Linked DNA regions of Drosophila melanogaster: region 1 is linked to region 2. A link is a contact called in public targeted proximity ligation data. All regions are on one chromosome and are shown on one strand. The core of a region is the stretch at or near the end of the contact, and the rest is flanking DNA. Distances in the headings are between cores, read along the strand shown. Region 1 holds the start of mRpL40 (mitochondrial ribosomal protein L40). Region 2 holds the start of CG5214.

Region 1 (6,041 bases), core at 1,318-3,817, 160 kb after region 2:
ACTGACACTTGCATGTACTATGCTACATTTAATTTAGATTTAGATGCGAATAACTAAGTATTCAACTCAAAGTTATTCGAAGAACGATACGAGATGAACTGCGAACGGCATACTGAAGAGGTGGCAATTAGATATAGAGCGAACTATATTTAAGGACTCGGAACTAGCGACTCTCAGAAAATGAAAATGAAACGCGAGTGCGCAGCGACACAGGATCGCAGATAAACTATAAGACTTTCCAGAAACGAAGGGGGAAACCTGTCGTTTCCCACTTTTGTGCTTTTTCCTACCCCTGACACACACACTGCAGACATACACCTACCGTAGATCTTGAGTTGGCAGCATCGTAATCGTTTTTTTAGTCGACGATGGGAAAGAACTAGCAAAAATTAGCAAAATTTAAAATTGATTATGTGACACACAACACACCTTCCACACACTCACACACACACAGATACTCCATGTATATAAGTATGTATATTCCTTTGAGCTGAACATTGTATAACCGAACGATTACGATACCACAAACAAACACAGCGACACAACGACCTTAGCCATCAGAATACAAGGACACACCGAGGTGTGTAAAGGGTTCTTTGCTTACAACTTTTCAAACGAATTAAACCGTTTCGGCCAACCTTTAGGATTGACAAAAGATCGACTTGAGGAACACAGCCCCGCCCACTCTGCTCCGAAATTCAATGAGCGGGGGGGCGGGAGAATGCATCGTTTCGGTTGATGGATGCAAACGATCAAAAATGTATTGGCCCCCCCAAGGGCCAAGTGAAACCAAATCGAGCCAAGAAATTGATTTATGTTCAATTAAGCAAGCAAAAACAACATGCGAACATTTGAAAATTGTGAAATATAGAAAAATGAAAACTTTCAGTTAAAAGACAACAATAGACCGGAATGATTTCCAAGCAATAGTACAAACAACTTTAGAGATAACTTTTATAATGTAATTGTAAGCTAAGTGGTGGAAGAAGAGCTCCGGAAAATGCAAAAATGCGGGGATAAATGCCAAACTCTAGTAATCCTCGAAAATCCGGAGCTATATGAGTAATAAATGGGAAAAAAAACCCCGCGTACGCATATACGATTTACCCTAATTTATACTAAGTTGAGATTTAAACACACATTGATTTCAAATTTGATTAGTGCGAAGTAAGCGAAATTGAAGGCCAGCACAAGACGTTGACATTTTCGAAATTCCAACTTGACATACTACCGCAGGACCTTCTCTTCCGCAGAAGCTGAAGGCCAAGTAAAACGATTGAATCAAGTCACTTCACACACACAGTTTAAATTTATAAGAATATGTACTAACAATAGGAAACGTATCCCAATTTTCCAATTTCCCGATTTACCAACACCCAATCCCCTGTATCCCCTTGCCCCACAAAAAAACTCACACATTACTATTTACCACAATACGAAAAGAAAGCAAAGTAATGAAAAGAAAACCAAAAGTAATGGAAAAATAAAATCAAGCAAAGCAAACATATATGAATGTAATACGCGGTGGAAACATACAAAGTTGGGAAACGAGAAAATTTCACAATCGACTATGTCGCGTATACACTTACGATAGTACGATATACTAACTTTATATGATTAACTAACTCATTTCGAATGAACCATAGCGATATATGTATAAGCCACGTTTTGGTTTCGGTTTCGATTTCGGTTCCGTTTTATAAACTTTGGTTTGGTTTACACTTTTGGAAACTTCGGAAACGCATTTCAGGCCAACAAATTGAAAATAAACTTAGACTTTTGGACCAGTTTTGTTCCCGCTAAATCGGATAAATCGATCAAAATTGTACATTTAGCGCAAACGAAAAATTGCAATTAAATGATTAAAAGTCCCGAAAAACGGAAAATCGAAATTTGGATTTACATTTAGAGAATGCATTTAGCGCAAAGCAAAAGCAATCGACACCACACCACACGACACCATCACCACACAAAAATGAATGAAAATATGTATGAGGTAAATTCAGTATTTCGGATATAAGCGAATATAATAACATACAAATTTATATTTATGCAAGCGACAAAATCGATAGACATCGTACTAAAAATGTGTAATGGAATGGAAATTGTAAAACAAGAGGAAAACACTAAACTACAATATGACATTTTTAATCGAAAAAAAACAAAACTTATTTTATTGAAAAATTATGTAAAATTTACTAAGAAAAAAATACAAAAAAACACACAATAAAACTATATTGTTTATTTTCATCTTTAAAAATAAAGTTTTAAAATCGTATAAAAATAGTAAATGCATTGTTTTATCTTGGCAAAGTGAGTGGTAAGTACTGAAACAATATGGGAATATGAATAGCAGGCCTAAAATGTTGAAAAGTAGAAAATCTGAGAAAGATTTCGTTGTGCAACATGTCGTATGCGTAATTTGTATGGATATTTTGAAAATAACGTACTCAGATATTCGGCGGTATTTTTTCAGTATTTCCATATTTGCCGTCCTGTTTTCTACATTTTACATTGGACTTATCGATTTTCCAATTAGACTGGTCAATCGAGATAGGTCCATCGCTAGGACATTGAACAGCAACAAAAACAGCTGTTCGTACATTACGCAAAGGTTTTTTCCACATTTGTTTATTAAAAATGTCGCTGCTGGGCGCCTTTGCCAGGTAAGTGAATGCACCTGGTCCCTGGTCACACAATCACTCACTCCCCACCTGCCTTCTGTCTCAGATTGAGTCTGCAGAGAAGTGGCGGCGTCGCCGGTGCCGCCTTTGCACGTTGCCTCCACACGACACCAGTTCTTTGTGCGGAGCCCCTGAAGAAAAAGAAGAAACTGGATCCGCAGATTGTCAAGCAGCGCGAGGATCGCAAGAAGAAGAAGATCGAAAAGCAGATTCGCCGGCTGGAGAAGAATGCCCGTCAGCTGAAGCCCGTGGATGAACTGGAGGTTCCACTGGAGCTCATCGACGAAAAGGAGTAGGTTCTCATACGGGTTTCCCTCATATGCTGAGATGTAATGCTATCCTATCGTTCAGCAAACGGCAGCGGAAGCTAGCTCCACTGACCATCGACCAGTTGGAGGAACGTGCTCTCCTCAAGAAGCAGTGGGCGCACTACAAGCACGACGAGCGCGTAGCAGACTTTCAGATCATCGACCGGCTGGTCCAGGCGCAAAACAAGGCGCTGGCGGAACTTCGGCGCGAGTCCGAGGAGCTCTACCAGGCGGCCATCGATATCGATCCCCAGCTGCTGCCCGTCGCCGTCAAAGGACCCGTTGCCACGCCCCCCATTAAGGATTACGTCAGTCCCGATGGCGACTACCTGCACCAATCCATGAAGTGGGAGGTCAAATGAGGCGTGTAAGTTCCGGATGTTAAAGATTTGAAATAAACTGAACCCTAATCCTATGATTTGTGAATTCGGCTTTACTCTCAATGAATTGCGTTCGCCGTTTATTCGGTTTACATGCAGTTAAATGCCCGTAGCCAAATTAAAATATTACATTCCTCCGGAATAGGCATCTCGTTTGGAGTCAGCTTGATGCGTTTGTGTGGCGGTTTTATTGCTATCAGTGGAGAACAAGAATAAGCCAGGTGGAATCGCCTGCCGAGCCCTTGCGGTGTACTGTCGAAATAAATAAGATGCGAGTGGCTGCTACCGATGTTGATCTTGGGATGGGATTTGGGTGGGTCTCCTTAGGATGGGGTAGTGGCGGTGGTCTTGGTAGCGGCCTGCCGCTTTTTCACGCCCCAGTTGTAGACCCGCGCCATGTTCACCTCCGTAGTTGTGATTTGATCCCTAAAATATACATTTATAATACAATAAAACAAGTAACTTGAATAACAGCACTCGAACTGACCTCAGAAAATCCTGATCGTGCTCCACGGACTTTAGGTTGCCCACGGCCGATGTGATGTTCTGGTTCAGCAGAGCCTCCGCCTCGTCTAGCGGATACTCCAGCATCACGCTGGCCCCCAGCCAGAGGTATACTGTTTTCGTGGGCGGCACCAGTGTCTTGATGAACACCTGGTCGCTGAGCAGGAATTGCGTCTCGCGCTCCTCGTCCTCCTTGCGAAGCACATTGACCATTTCCAGGGAGCGCTCCAGGTCCGGAATTTGAGACTTCAACTTGCGCCGCCGCGCCTCCAGATTGCAGGCCATGAATCGATACTTGCCGTGCTGCTCGTCCAGTCGCTGCAGCACCTTTTCGCAATTTTCGTTCTCCGGCTGCGACATGAAGGTGTCGATCTCCTCCTGCAAGGGCCCAAGAACCACGAATTAGCCTGCAGTGTCCAGCTGCAGGTGCACGCTTGTAGGTTAGGACCACTCACCAGGAACACTGCCTCCGGGATGCCGGCGAAGGTCTTCTGGTTTTCCGGTAATTTGGGCATTTCCACCGAGTCCATTATTCCTGTCATCCTGTTGCCTTCAGCCGTGCCGTCTACAAATGCAATTTAATTTTCAGGAGGTCAGCCTGCCGCTGTAAAAGTCGATGAGTCAAAATTGCGATGGAACAATCGATTGAATGGCTGTCATCGAAAGGTGGTGGTCAACTTCGTATAAAAATGTAAAACTAACTTATATTAAAATAATTATATAAATAAACGTTGGGATAATATAATATGTTAAAAACATTAAATAATGTCTAAATAAATTTAAATATATATCAATTCTCTTCGTGACTCTCATCCCTAGCTCAATCGATAACAACAGCGACGATAAGCGCGCCCGCCTTCTTGTGAAATTAGCGGAAAGTCAGATTTTTAGCAATCTAAAGAAGCCGCATAATGAGCACCTGGAATCCGGAGAACGATGTGGACCTGCTGTCTGGGTCCGAGGACGAGGAGGATGTGTCCATGAAGCGGGACTACCATGGGCGCGAGGCCATTCTGTTCGTGGTAGACGCCAATCTTCAGACAGCCGGCGTGGAGCGCCTGTTGGAGGCACTGAACATCATCCGGACGGCCTTTATATCCGGACTTCTGGTTAACGACAAGGACCTCATCGGACTCATCTTCGCCAACACCAAGCACAGTCCGCCGCCGCTGGAAGCCAGTGCATTGGACAACATCGTAATGCCGGATAACTGCGCAGTGTTCTTGCCCCTTCGCCAACTAACCAAACCCATTGTGGAGCACTATCTGGAATTCATGGGCGGGGTGGAGACGCAGTTCGCCGATGTGTATGGCCTGGCGGAACCCGATGGTCGCGGCAGGTTTGACCTTATGATCCGGCTCTGCATCGAGATGCTGGAAAAGTGCGGCAAGAAGCTAAACAACGCCAAGATCGCCTATGTCACGGACGTCAGGGAACCTCATCCATCGAACAGCAATCACTTCCAGGCTGCCCTGCAAAAGGCCAGCGATCTGGAGGGCAAGGAGTTCGAGTTTCATGTCATTCCCATGGTCGATGACTTTGACTACGAGCCGTTTTACAAGGAGTTCATCACGTTGTCAAGAGGTAAGTCCTTTAAGTCTGCTATTCATTTCTTATGGGTTTTAATGTGCGAAGTCTGTTCCCCTGTTTGGCGTTCAATTTTCGCCTGAAAGGTTTTAAGACTTCGTAGATCAAATATAAGCAATCATTCACCCGCATCCAAGTGAAGCTCAATTGGTTCGTGGTTTTGGATTGGCTTACAAGAATAATAAAATAAATATATAGCAATCCGTACACTAGATGATGTTTAATGAGGACCTTTTTTGCAGCTATCGAACTGGACGCCTTCCAGGTGCCAGATGCCCAGATGCTGCGCGAAATCCTGTCCGATCGTAAGTTGAAGCAGGATTTCCTTCGCCGATGCCTGGGCCACTTCAGTTTTTATCTGGGCCCCAACCTATCCATGTCCGTACAGTACTACAATTACTTTCAGCGACGCGCCTATCCGCGCAAAGTGCAAATCCTGCGCAGGGACAACAGTGTGGTGCGTACTAAGCGAGTGATTACGGTGCAAAAACAAAAGGACGATGGCTCGCAGGATATCGAGCACGAGTATCAGATTAAGGTGACGGGCGGTTGGTACACTTGCAACGTGGGCGAAAGGG
Region 2 (5,895 bases), core at 1,722-4,221:
AACCAAATTCACAGGAGTTCGTATTGGTAATGTCCTAAATCCCCATCCAGAACTTCAGTGAAAATTGTCCCAAGGACGTGCGTGAGGTGAAGATCGAGCCGCATCACAAACTCATCCTCAATCTCTTCAACGAGCTGCGCAACAATGTGGCTGGAGGCAAAATAGAAGGACTACCCAAGGCTGTTCGCATGGCCAAGATGTCCTGGTGCGAGGAGCTCTCCCATCTGGCCTTGCTGAACGTAAAGACCTGTGAGTCCCTGCCGGATAAGTGCCGCAGCACCGAGAGATTCGCCTACGCCGGCCAGAACAACGCCTTGTTCCAGTACAGCGGAGCCGAGACGGAGTACACCGATGCGGAAATAATAAAGGAGGAGATCGAGAACTGGTTTGCTGAGCGCTCGAATGCATCTCCCGAGATCCTCGCCAGCTTCCCGGAGGAGCTTCCCAACAAAGCGGTGACCAAGTTCACCATCGCGGTGGCCGAGAAGAACACACATGTGGGATGTGCCGCGGTGCGCTTCTCCCGGGACTTTTACAACCACTTCGTACTCACCTGCAACTTCGCCACATCGAACATTGTGGGTCAGCCTGTCTACACTCCGGGAGAGAAGGCAACCACCGGCTGCAAGAACCGATATGGAGCTGCCTACGATTACCCCAATCTGTGCTACGCCAAGGAGATCTACGACAACGAGAAGGTCATCGAGAACACACAGACGATGTAAATGCTTTTTCGATTCTTAGTCCATAATTAAGTTGGCAAATAAAAGCTAAAAGAGCTTATCATTTGAAATCTCGGCCGTTGATTTTATAGTTTTAGGATGGGTTTAAAAATGTTGGCCCGGATAGTAAAAAAAACGTATGGGTGGTTTCTTTTAGTCTAAATTGATTTATTTAAGTATATCATATCATGCGAGAGGTATTTATCATCTTGTCGTCTGCTTCGACAGCTTTCGTTTGGATGTTCAACTTGTACATTAAAACACACAATATCACAATCTTACGCAGGTTTACAAAACTGTATCTAATGTTGTGGGCTTGAACGCTCGGGAATACTTGCGAGAGTCCTGCCCTCCAGTGATTCTATCCAAGTGGATCGGTATGAACCATGATGATGCAATAAATAGAGGGTCTGATTGCTTATGTGTAAGTGATCTAGCCGATGTCATCTTGTGATTTTTAGAGAGGGACGCCGAGCAATCAGATGGTCTTTAGTTAGTCAATGACTTTGTGCTAAAATTAAGAGTAAATCAAATAGGGGAAATAAATAAATCAAAACGTATGAAAACTAAATAGACAGTCATGAATATGGGAATATGCGTTTCAGTGAATGTTAATAGACATGTGGAAACCGAAAGCATTTGGAAATAGACATAAATATGAAACAATTGTATTGGGGATTCAATTGGGATTGGGATTCAGGATTCTTTCTGTACGCGGTTAAAACAACTTAAGCTACAGCTAGTATTAACTAAGTAGGAACTGTCCATTACTTTTCCTTGGGCGCCTTGTCGAACAGGTACTCCTTGGCCATGCTGTAGGCCAGTCCGAGGGTCAGACATCCGACGACGGTTCCCTGGGCGGCGACTCGCAGCTGCATCAGGAAGACGCTGGTGCTCATCGTTCCGCGGTTCCGGTACTTGTACGCTCCAATCAATCCGGCGGCCACGAATCCGGTAATACCTGTGAGTGAAGGTGCGAATCACCGATTAGTTTCTATTGTCCATGCGGCGGATTGCTTGTTGTTGCTAGCTGACTGCGCGAAACAGCTGATAAAAGCCAGACGTTGCGCAAATAAAATCATACAAGTAAATACTAATTATGTGAATCTAGTGCTGCCAAAAATGAAGCTAGAATTTAGATAATATTATAGAATCACATAATGTAACATTTTATATTCTAACTAAAATATAAAGCTCTTTAGGAAACTGTTTATTTCAAGCAATATCCATATCTTCGGAAACTATTCGAAAATTTTTAAAGCGGCGCATTTTACTGTAATCTTTTTAATAGCTAAAACGATGAAATCTCTCAAATAGTCAGCACTTGTCAGCGTCAGCTGTTAATTGTCGCATACGCAGACAAGAGAGCTGAACATTCGAACACGCGCAAAGATCAGATGGCTACGTGACGTCACGGATGTGATAATCTCATTTGCCTTGCGATTTGCGTGAATTTCGAAATACTCCTGTTACATCATTCGCTCTCCAGAACGAGTTACGGATCATACTGCATTCACCGTTATGTCACACAGTGACATCAAAAAGTGACCCCAAATTGACGTTAAACTCATGGCCAAGGTCAAGATTAGCCGACTTCCCCGCCGCACACGCAATGTACATTCGTAAATGTGTGTAGATATGTGCGTATCTAGCTGGCTGCTGAGCCAAAAGTTTCCATGTGACGTCACGGCGGCAAAACTTTCGCTGTCCGGAAATTGGCAAAACTCACCCACAAGCATGAAGGGCGATTCCTTTGCTTTCCTGGATAATTTGTTGGCCTGAGCGGCATCCTCCTCGCTGTCGAAAAGGGACTTGGAACTCATTTTCACGAATATTATATTATGTACGCGGGCGGTTCGGATCGGTTTAATCGCTTGGCAACGTTCGCGAAACTTTCTGCAATGGACAGCAGTTCGAGCAATGTGTGACCAGAGCAAAAACTTATCGCTCACAGAAAGGTTTCCCAGAGTAAGCTATATTTAAATAGTCTATAAAGTTCTAAAGTTCTGCTAATCTGTAAAAATATTAAGACCACTTAACTACTCAGGTTATTGCTAAACATTAGATTGCATTTATTTTGATTATACACAATTAAAACTTATCAAGGGCATCGATAGTTTGGCTGCTGTTCTGGCCGCACTTCAAGATAAAAATACCGAAAGCCGCTATCAGCTGTTTGCAAGCTTTGCGCGCTTTTCCGCCAGGTGACGCTTTTGCCGTTTCTGTCATGACATAAGAAATTGGTATTTTTTTAAAGGGAAAGGGGCGGACTGCAGAAATCGACGTTGCTTTGCCTTGGCCGCTAACTCTGTTTTAAATTCGAGTGCTTTGACATAAATTGAAAGTAGAACAACCGTCGAACAGAATTTCGCGGACCAGAGTCGCAGCAATGACGGGAATAATTTCGATCGTAACGAGACGGCTGCCCCAAACTTTGGGAATGCGAGCCCTGCGGAGTAATGAGGTAAAAATTGTGGACGGGCTGGGGATTGCCGGGTGGAGGGGGCCCGTCAGGTGTGTGATATATGCTCCGGCGATATATATGTACATATCAATTTTTATCCCATATTCACTGCCCGCCTGGCGCTCGCCGATTATGTAATTGTATGGGTGTGTGTGCGTGCGCCGCTGAAAAATGGGAAAAACTTTTGTTTGGGACGCCCGCTGCACGTGACCCGTCAGCCGACGTTGCCTCCTGGTTGTGCAATCACTAATATTTGCTTCTTTCCGCCAGGTAAAGCGCTGCATCCGCCAATATTCTCGGTTAGTTGCCTGCGCCGCCCAGCAGCAGCAACTGCTTCGCCAGGATGGCTCGAATCGCTGCCAGGAGGCCACCAGGTAAGTCCTTCACTATCCACAAGAGTCCCTTCATCCAGAGTTGTTTATTCCTAGGCTTCTCACCTGGCAGGGAATCCACACCACGTCGAGCTTGTGGTCGGAGCAGACCGTCAATGTGCCACCCTTTGCGGACTCCATTGCCGAGGGTGACATCAAGTAAGACCACGGCACAGGGCTGGTTTCAAGCAACAGGTTCATGCTCATCTATTAACGATCAATTCCTGCAACAGGTTTACTTGCAAGGTGGGTGACTCATTCGCCGCTGACGAGGCTGTCATGGAAATCGAGACCGACAAGACGACGGTGGCTGTGCCAGCTCCCTTCTCCGGAACTCTAACCGACATTCTGGTGAAGGATGGCGACACCGTCAAGCCCGGCCAGGCTCTGTTCAAGATCAAGCCCGGTGCAGCGCCCGCCAAGGCAGCTGCTCCAGCGGCTGCTCCTGCGCCTGCTGCCCCAAAAGCAGCACCAGCTCCAGCTGCTGCACCCAAGCCGGCACCTCCACCACCTGCGGCCGGCGCACCAAAGCCACCACCACCGCCACCACCAAAGGCAGCCCCTCGACCACCGCCACCTGCTCCAGTGGCTGCACTCAAACCGGCCGTCGCCCAGGTGAAGGTGCCACCAGCGGACGGATCGCGGCAGATCCTAGGCACTAGGTCCGAGCAGCGTGTCAAGATGAACCGCATGCGTCTAAAGATTGCCGCCCGCTTGAAGGATGCCCAGAACACATGTGCCATGCTCACCACTTTCAACGAGGTTGATATGAGGTGAGTGCTTGAACGAACTGAGTGACGAAACTACAGCATGAAATTGAGCTATAAAACGCATAATCGTTTCTTTTTTAGCTATGCCATGGACTTCCGAAAGCAGAATCTGGATGCGTTCACTAAGAAGTATGGTATTAAGTTTGGATTCATGTCGATCTTCGCCAAGGCTAGTGCCTATGCGCTGCAGGATCAGCCCGTAGTGAACGCCGTCATCGATGGCACGGTAAACAAGCCTCCGCCCCGCCCTCCGCTTATCATATTCTTATCGCCCGTGACGTAGTTTGGATTGCCACGCTTTTTTAAATGGCCTTATCAGGCGAACATTTAGCTTATATGGTCGCATTTGTTTATGCAATTTCCCGTGGCGATATGATGAATGTGGAATTTTCTGTGTTGCCAAGCGCTCATAATTGCCTTCATTTTGCAGGACATCGTGTATCGCGACTACGTTGACATCTCTGTGGCCGTGGCTACGCCCCGTGGATTGGTGGTACCCGTCATCCGCAACGTGGAGGGCATGAACTATGCGGACATCGAGATCGCACTGGCCGGTCTGGCCGATAAGGCCAGGCGTGATGCCATCACCGTGGAGGACATGGACGGTGGCACCTTCACCATCAGCAATGGCGGAGTGTTCGGATCCCTGATGGGCACGCCCATCATCAATCCGCCACAGAGTGCCATTCTCGGCATGCACGGCATCTTTGAGCGGCCAATTGCTGTCAAGGGAGAGGTGAGGACTCCTCAACATTCGCTTAACAACCTGCTGTATTTTAATCATTGCATTGTCCAACCAGGTCAAGATACGTCCTATGATGTACATCGCCCTGACCTACGATCACCGAATCATTGATGGACGTGAGGCGGTCCTGTTCCTGCGAAAAATAAAGGCTGCCGTAGAGAACCCAGCAATAATTGTTGCCGGATTGTAATGTGAATTGTCTTAAGACACGTCCACGGCCTTAATTTGATATTAGCCTTCTTAATTTGAAACTGTCTTTGGTTATTTATTATTTCATTTTGCGAGCGTCACAAAAATTAGAAAATCAACCGAATTCGAACTACTCTTAGCAACGGATGTAGTATAATAAATCAAACGTGGATCTTTTCTTAAACATAACCTGTGCACTGAATGTTATTGTTAACCTAAGACGCTGCGATGGAATGTCGTAATAAATCGATGATGAATATTGACCAACCTCAATGCATTCGATTGTCAAATGAAGTGGTTTTTTTTTTGGACTAACGACCTATTAATGGCAGCTTGTAGCGAAACTAAAAATTGATCATATTGAATGTCTTGGTAATCTTATCTGAAGCAATATTTATATATATCTTAATACAAACTATAAACATTCTTATCAAATAATTTGTCATGTGAGTATGGCTTTAATTGAGTTTTAAGTGGATTGCGTCTAGCGAAGGTGATTATTAATTATCTCTGATGGCTTTTTGCACGGGAATAGTTTTGTATTTTTCGATTATTATTATTAATTTGGTCCCATCCGGTCTGTTCCGACTAATATACTGTACTAAAGAAAAACACTTTAAACCCGGGAGATGCA

The links.
Region 1: a contact with region 2 is called in a targeted proximity ligation map of the Kc167 cell line, with 5 times the contacts expected there. A contact is called at or near these places in 33 of 107 Hi-C or Micro-C datasets (the Clone 8 cell line, the Kc167 cell line, the ML-DmBG3-c2 cell line and 15 more) and 3 of 7 datasets of targeted methods (the Kc167 cell line and the S2 cell line).

Annotation. Positions count from the first base shown.
Region 1 is chr3R:11,405,351-11,411,391 of dm6, forward strand. It overlaps mRpL40 (mitochondrial ribosomal protein L40), which reads left to right and starts at 2,568. Exons shown (of 3, transcript NM_079594.5): 1 at 2,568-2,666; 2 at 2,731-2,976; 3 at 3,036-3,406. The coding sequence starts at 2,641. The coding sequence ends at 3,354. It overlaps pros (prospero), which reads left to right. Exons shown (of 7, transcript NM_001260116.2): 7 at 1-2,277. It overlaps mgr (merry-go-round), which reads right to left and starts at 4,525. Exons shown (of 3, transcript NM_141810.4): 1 at 4,332-4,525; 2 at 3,860-4,254; 3 at 3,442-3,798. The coding sequence starts at 4,418. The coding sequence ends at 3,696. Irbp (Inverted repeat-binding protein) reads left to right here and starts at 4,697. Exons shown (of 2, transcript NM_080512.5): 1 at 4,697-5,460; 2 at 5,706-6,041. The coding sequence starts at 4,788. It also overlaps snoRNA:Irbp-a.
Region 2 is chr3R:11,241,331-11,247,225 of dm6, forward strand. CG5214 reads left to right here and starts at 2,972. Exons shown (of 7, transcript NM_141807.2): 1 at 2,972-3,186; 2 at 3,457-3,560; 3 at 3,615-3,716; 4 at 3,791-4,330; 5 at 4,409-4,553; 6 at 4,758-5,063; 7 at 5,128-5,532. The coding sequence starts at 3,112. The coding sequence ends at 5,262. It overlaps CG17734, which reads right to left and starts at 2,669. Exons shown (of 2, transcript NM_169383.3): 1 at 2,452-2,669; 2 at 878-1,683. The coding sequence starts at 2,545. The coding sequence ends at 1,490. It overlaps scpr-A (SCP-containing protein A), which reads left to right. Exons shown (of 2, transcript NM_141805.2): 2 at 51-790. The coding sequence ends at 725.